Regions from separate parts of the Sus scrofa genome. Here region 2 is linked to region 1. Evidence: chromatin contacts called from public promoter capture Hi-C data. All regions are on one chromosome and are shown on one strand. Each heading gives the region's core, a stretch centred on a gene start, on an enhancer-like site or on the middle of the called end of the contact. The rest is flanking DNA. Distances are from core to core; before and after follow the strand shown.

The links. Promoter capture Hi-C pulls out the DNA fragments that hold promoters and counts their contacts.
Region 2: a contact with region 1 is called in a promoter capture Hi-C map of liver, with 6 times the contacts expected there. The contact joins the promoter of GINS3 here to the promoter of USB1 in region 1. A contact is called at or near these places in 1 of 5 promoter capture datasets (liver) and 1 of 47 Hi-C or Micro-C datasets (liver).

What each region holds. Positions count from the first base shown.
Region 1 is chr6:19,850,478-19,853,288 of Sscrofa11.1, forward strand. USB1 (U6 snRNA biogenesis phosphodiesterase 1) reads left to right here and starts at 1,543. Exons shown (of 9, transcript NM_001244803.1): 1 at 1,543-1,726; 2 at 2,564-2,600; 3 at 2,603-2,724; 4 at 2,727-2,728. The coding sequence starts at 1,617. The region is part of intron 1 of CNGB1 (cyclic nucleotide-gated cation channel beta-1); the gene reads right to left. All of the region lies in intron 1 of ZNF319 (zinc finger protein 319), which reads right to left.
Region 2 is chr6:20,161,164-20,164,263 of Sscrofa11.1, forward strand. GINS3 (GINS complex subunit 3) reads left to right here and starts at 1,533. Exons shown (of 3, transcript NM_001244332.1): 1 at 1,533-1,857. The coding sequence starts at 1,672.

The DNA.
Region 1 (2,811 bases), core at 293-2,792:
TTTTTTATTTCCTGACGTGAATGGCTGCCAGATCGAGGGTCCCTAGCCCTGAGCCTCCAGCTCTGCCGCCCACCCCGGCCCCCCTCCAGGAAGGTGCAGCCAGGAGGCCCCCTCTGATCACTCAGCAAAGAGGATGAGAGACTGGGGTAAGGGAGGCAAGAGGCGGTCCCCACCTGCACCGCACCCCGGCCCTTCCTCTTCCCTGGGAAACCGAATGAAAGCCGATCACCTCCCCACCAGCACTTGCCCGCCAGCCCAGCTGGGCTGCCTCCTGTCACCCCTCGTGAGGAATGGCCAGGCCGCTGCTGCCGAGCGCCCGCCCCGCGGGCGATTGGGCCCGAGGAAGGCCCCAGGGCAACAGGCCGGGCCCGGGAGGCAGCTGCGCGTCAAGGCCGGCCTGGGCCGCCCAGGAGCTCAGGAGGCCGCCGGGTCGAGCCGGAGGGAGTGGGGGGGCGGCCGGGCCGGCTGGGGAAGGGGTGCGGCGGGCGCGGGAGTGGCCCCCAGACGCGGTCCCGGGCGCCCCGCCGCTCACCTGCTCCAGGCCGCCCGCGGGGTCAGGCGCGGGGCGAGTGGCGACTGGCTGCTCTTTCGGCCGCCCCTTTATTCCGACTCCATCCGCTGTAGCGCGGCCTACGCGCGCTGCCAATCCCCGGGCTCGCGTAGCGGCGGCGGCCGGCCTGGGGGCGGGGAACGGGCTAGCGGCGGCCGGAACCGAGGAAGCGACGTGCGCAGCTGGGATAGCGGGGCTGGGGCGGAGGAGCGCTGGGAGGGCAGGCGGGCAGACGGACCGATGGCCTTGCAGAGACCGGCGGACAGGCGGGCGGCGCGGGGGCCAGGGAGGCGGGGCCGGGGGAGGAGCGGCAGCTGGGGCGGTGGCGGCTGCGGGAGGAGCGGGAGGCGCGGAGCGAGACCGCCCCCTGCCGGGGACCCCGCGGCCGGGCCGGGTCGGACCGCCAGACGCGCGGGGCCGCTCTCCTGCGGTCTGGCCAGCACGCCTCAGCTGACCCAGGGAGGGCGCTCTGCTTCCTACCACCCTACTCGGCGTTAGGGGTGGGGGCTCCCAGAGCCCAGCCCCTGGCCCGACCCCTGAACCTGAGAGGAGGGGCCTCCTAGACCCTCTGATTTGCTGGAACTGACCGGCCTCTGACTGCTCAGCTCGCTCTTTGAAGAGGTGTCCCCCGGAGCTTAATTTTGGGCCAACTTGGGAAGGGGCCCCGGGGACTCTGACTCGTCCAGACCGCGAAGGGCAAGGAGCTCCACTGGGTCTAGTGCGCTGACCGCTGACCCAGAGACTATCCGTTGCTGGGAGGTCCAGAGTTGCTGCAGACAGAGCAACGGGCAGAGAGGTCAGGGCCCAGAGCGATCTGTGAAATGGGCACACGGAGGGTGGGAGTTCCGGGACGTTCCAGGTAGCTGTCAGAGCGCGGCGAGCCGGCAAGCAGCGTGGTCTGGATGGGTAGTCTTTTGCTACCTCGCTGCCGGGCCCCGCCCCAAACCCCGCCCCGAGGCGGTGCTAATCCGGGCCCCGCCCCCGGGAGAGCACTTCCGGCGCAGCGGAATTCCGGGTGCGGCGCGATTGCTGGCTGACCCGCCGTGTTGTCGTGGAGGGGGGCCCCATGAGTACGGCGCCCCTGGTGGGCTACAGCAGCAGTGGCTCCGAGGATGAGGCCGAGGCCGAGGCCAAGGCCGGGACCCGGGCCCAGCCGGGGGCTAGAGGCCGCAGTCGGTGAGGAGCGAGGAAGTCTTATGGGGAGAGTATGAGATAGCTCCCGGAGCTCCGGGGCCGGACCATAGGGTTCGGGGCTGCTCGAAAGGGAAGAAAAAGGGGCAGTGCGGGGAAGGAGGATCCAGAGGACAGCCCTGGACAAAGCCCCAGAGTACCCCCGCCTGGCTCGGACAAGGTTAGGAGGCAGGAAATGTGAGTTCGGGTCCAGTCTCTGCCGCTGGTCCACTGTCTCCTGGCGCGCATCACTGTACCACACTTGGTCAGTTTCCTTTTTTGGAGAGTGTTTTCATTCATCCATTAAATATTCATTGAGATCCTCTCTGTGCCAGGCTCTGGACTGGGGACTCCGCAGTGAGCGACACCATCGAAGTCTTCTACTTTGTGGAGCTTCCATTCATAGTTGCCAGGCCTGCTGTTTGTTGAGTACTTTACAAAACGAATGTCGGTTCATCTCACAGCAGCCCTATCGGTGGAAGTACGCTTTAGAGATGAGAAAACTGAGGCCCCCAAAGGGCCCCTGACTTGCCCAAGACTACAGAGCCACTCCAACTCAGGCTTGTCCAGTTAAGGCTTGTGACTTCTAAACCACATGTTGCAGCCTGCGGGGTTGTTGGGGTTGTTTCCCTGCTGAGGTCTGCCTCCTGGAGTTGTTGGGAGCCCCCCACAATGAGACAGTACTAGGGAAAGAGCGGTGTGGTTATCTAGAAACTGCTTACAGCACCTGGTGAGAAATAGACAAGCAGAGTCACCTGGTCCAAGGGGTTACAACTTTCATCGAGTGTACAGAGGAAGAGAATGCCAGGAGGCTAAATGTGCTTGTTTTCTTTTCTCTTGCAGGGGCCAGAGCCCTCTTTCCAGCCAGAGGTTGCCAGTACCGAGAGCGTGCTGCACATGTTCCCGGGCACGGAGGAGGGGCCTGCAGATGACAGTGCAAAACATGGGGGCCGGGTGCGCACATTCCCCCACGAGCGGGGCAACTGGGCCACCCATGTCTACATACTTGTAAGTAATGCGGGAGAGGTGGGTAGCTGACACTCTTGATGGGAGGGAGCTGGCCCCCACCTGGAGGAAGAAGTCAGAAACCC
Region 2 (3,100 bases), core at 283-2,782, 310 kb after region 1:
ATGGTATCACTGGCTCAAAAACCTTACACGTTTCCTCCCATTTCCTATGGAATAGGCTAACCCTCTTAGAAGAGCTCTCAAGGCTTCCCACGATTTGCCCGCCTCCCCCACTGCCTCTTGTCTTGTCGATGCCCAGGCTTTAACTTACAGAGATCACTGAGTGATGACAGAGTGGTCTGTGCCACTGAAAGAAGTTTCAATGCTCACCCTTCCCAAGAGAAAGGAGCATATCATGTCATGTAGGGTCACACAGGGAAGTACCTGACGGGCCTGTCAGGAGGCAGAAGGAGGGAGGGGAGGACACCCCTTTACTGAAGGACCCTGAAAACACTCCCAGAGCCTTTACTGTGGTTTCTGTGGGAAGAAATGGGTGAAGCAGAGTAGGCAGGTTTAAACAAATTTAGGATTGGATAGTTTGAATAAGGCTGGTCTCCAACTGTCCAGTTCTTGGCCCTGGGGTGATTTAGGGCGGGGAAATACTGGTTTGGTATGTGGGAGTTAGATAAAGGCTTGGGATATGGGCTCTGGATCAGTTAGTTTGTACACGGAAGGCATGTTCACAGGCAAGTTGTTTGCGACTCTAGGAATTAGCTCACCCTGGGAGGAACAGTTCCTACCCAAGCTGCAAGGCCCCAAGATATCAAAGCCTCATAAAGGACAGAAAATAAAAAACATGATGAATACACATTCCTTTTCCATGAACCCTCTGCTCATGGCTCTATAGCCCAGAATGTCCTTCTTTATGAAGTAAGTTTTGTAGTGCCTCTCTCAACACTGCCACCATCCATAGCCCTGACTAACGCCCCCAAGTCTGGTACCACATCCCCTTCCCACCAGACCAGTGATGGCACATGACTGGCACCCAATCTATGGAATGTCTTGCCACCTATGACCATTGTGGCCTGCCTCAAAAAGAGATGAACTGCCCATTAGATTTCTTCTTTTAAGGATTTAAAATAAAAGCCACAAATGGAGTTAGCCGTTGATGGTAAGGTGAACTGGGAGGTCCTGACATAGACTCAGGACCTCTGCAAGCCACGTGCGCTCCTCCACCACCACCCCCCCATCTACCCTACTATACCTCCTCCGAAAAGTCTGTAATAACTGTCAGGGGCTAGTGTTAGAGTGTTGCTTTGTTTTTAATGTTTCAAGATTAACAGAGATTCTCAGAGACTGACAAACTGTAATAATTAAGCCAGACTGGATCAGGCCTGAGAGGAAGGGCGCAATGGTCTTTTTTAAGCCCCTAAATGTACTGCAAAGTGTTTTTAATTTCATGTAAACATTTAAAAGACCACATAACTCAGTCTAGTGCAGACGCTTCCTGCAGCTTCAACGGCATTTCCTGCTTCTCTTTGAAGTTCTCACCCTGGGCTACACTGCGGGAAGAAAACTTAGTGCGGATCCACCTACTGCGCCCTTACCAAGGAGTTGCGCAAAACCAAATCCGCAGATTTTGTCGATTGCTTCTTCCTGGGAAGACCCGCCTAGATCGACTGCTTCTGTCTGGCCCAACCCCGGGCGCGGGAAAAGAGTTTGAATCCTACCAGGTGGCCGCAAGGACCTCCTCAACCTTCAAAATCCTGACCAGCCTCAGCCACCGCCACCTCCTCCTCCTTCTACATCCCTGACTCCCCGAGGTCTCCAGAACAACGAGAGTGGACCGCCGCCATGTCCGAGGCTTATTTCCGGGTGGAGTCGGGTGCGCTGGGGCCTGAGGAGAACTTTCTTTCCCTGGACGATATCCTGATGTCCCACGAAAAGCTCCCGGTGCGCACTGAGATCCCCATGCCGCGCCTCGGCACTTTCTTCCTGGACCGGAGCGGAGGGGCCGAGACAGACAACACAATCCCTCAGGTAAGCCTTTGGCGCGGATCCCCTAACCAAAAGACTACCACTCCCAGTGGGCCTTACGGCCCTGGGGCCGCATGACCGGGCGCGCTGCCTCCTGGGATCTGTAGTTTTAAGGAGGGGCCCGGAAGTGCGCTAAAGGAGTTCTGTCCGCCGATTCCCCGCGCTCTAGAGTCCTTCTCCCCACCTACTCTCCGCGACCCTTACGGAAACGAAATTTACACTGAGTCGTTGAGCTCCCTCCCACACTCAGTTTTGAAACCAACCAAATTTAGCAGTGTCTTCTCTCCCCGGCATGTGTTCTTGCTTTAGAATTGGCACCGACTGAATACTTGAGGACCAATGGTTCTGACCACTTTTGCCTTAAAACAAAAGTTTTTGCTTCTGTAGGAGCAAATAATATCGGGGAGCCCCAAGTTGCTAATTTCATTCCTGCATAACGATGACAGTATCACCTACCATTTACTGAGTTTTATTGCCAGCATGGATAGGGCAGGGGGAGTATAGTTTTCCGTGTATTAGCCTTTAATTTTTCAACAACCCTACTGTTAAGTGTTGTTACATGGGAGGAAATTGAAGCTCAGAAAGGTTGGGTAACTTGGCCAGGGACTCATTATAAGCGGTGAGCTTGGATTCGAACCTAAGACTGCATGACTTCAAATACGAGTTTGTCCCAGGAACTTGGCTTGTAATGGTTATTTTTGATTTCCTATTTAACCTGAGTTTTGTTTAGAAGGGTGTTTTTGTTTGGTCTGTTTTAATTTTTTTCAAAGTAGGACATATGCAAAGTTTAAAAAGTCAATAGTACCAAAAGATTTATAACAAAACATAGCAGGCCTTGCCTTGCTATGTCCCTTCCCATCTCCACAGTCTATGTTTTTCAGAGTTTCTTCAAGATTCACCTCCGTGTTTCTAAATAATGTTTTAAAGTTTATCTTCTTTGTAAAAAAGAATTTAGACATTCTTTATTGACGGAAAACTCAATATGATAGTGAAGGGTTTAATTCTCTTGCGCGCTGGTAGACAGAGATGTGCCCTACGTACTTTATTCGTATTTCCTTCTTTTTTACCTAACGCCCTATTTCTGTTTCAGGATCCCATCCAGGACAGCACATTGCATTTAGTAGCCATGGGTCCTTAGGCTCCTCATGGCTTTGATAGTTTATCAGACCTTCCTTGGTTTTAATGATCAGGAATTTTGTGAAGTGCTGACCCACTTTTTGGTAGAGTATGTTCCTCATTTGGGATT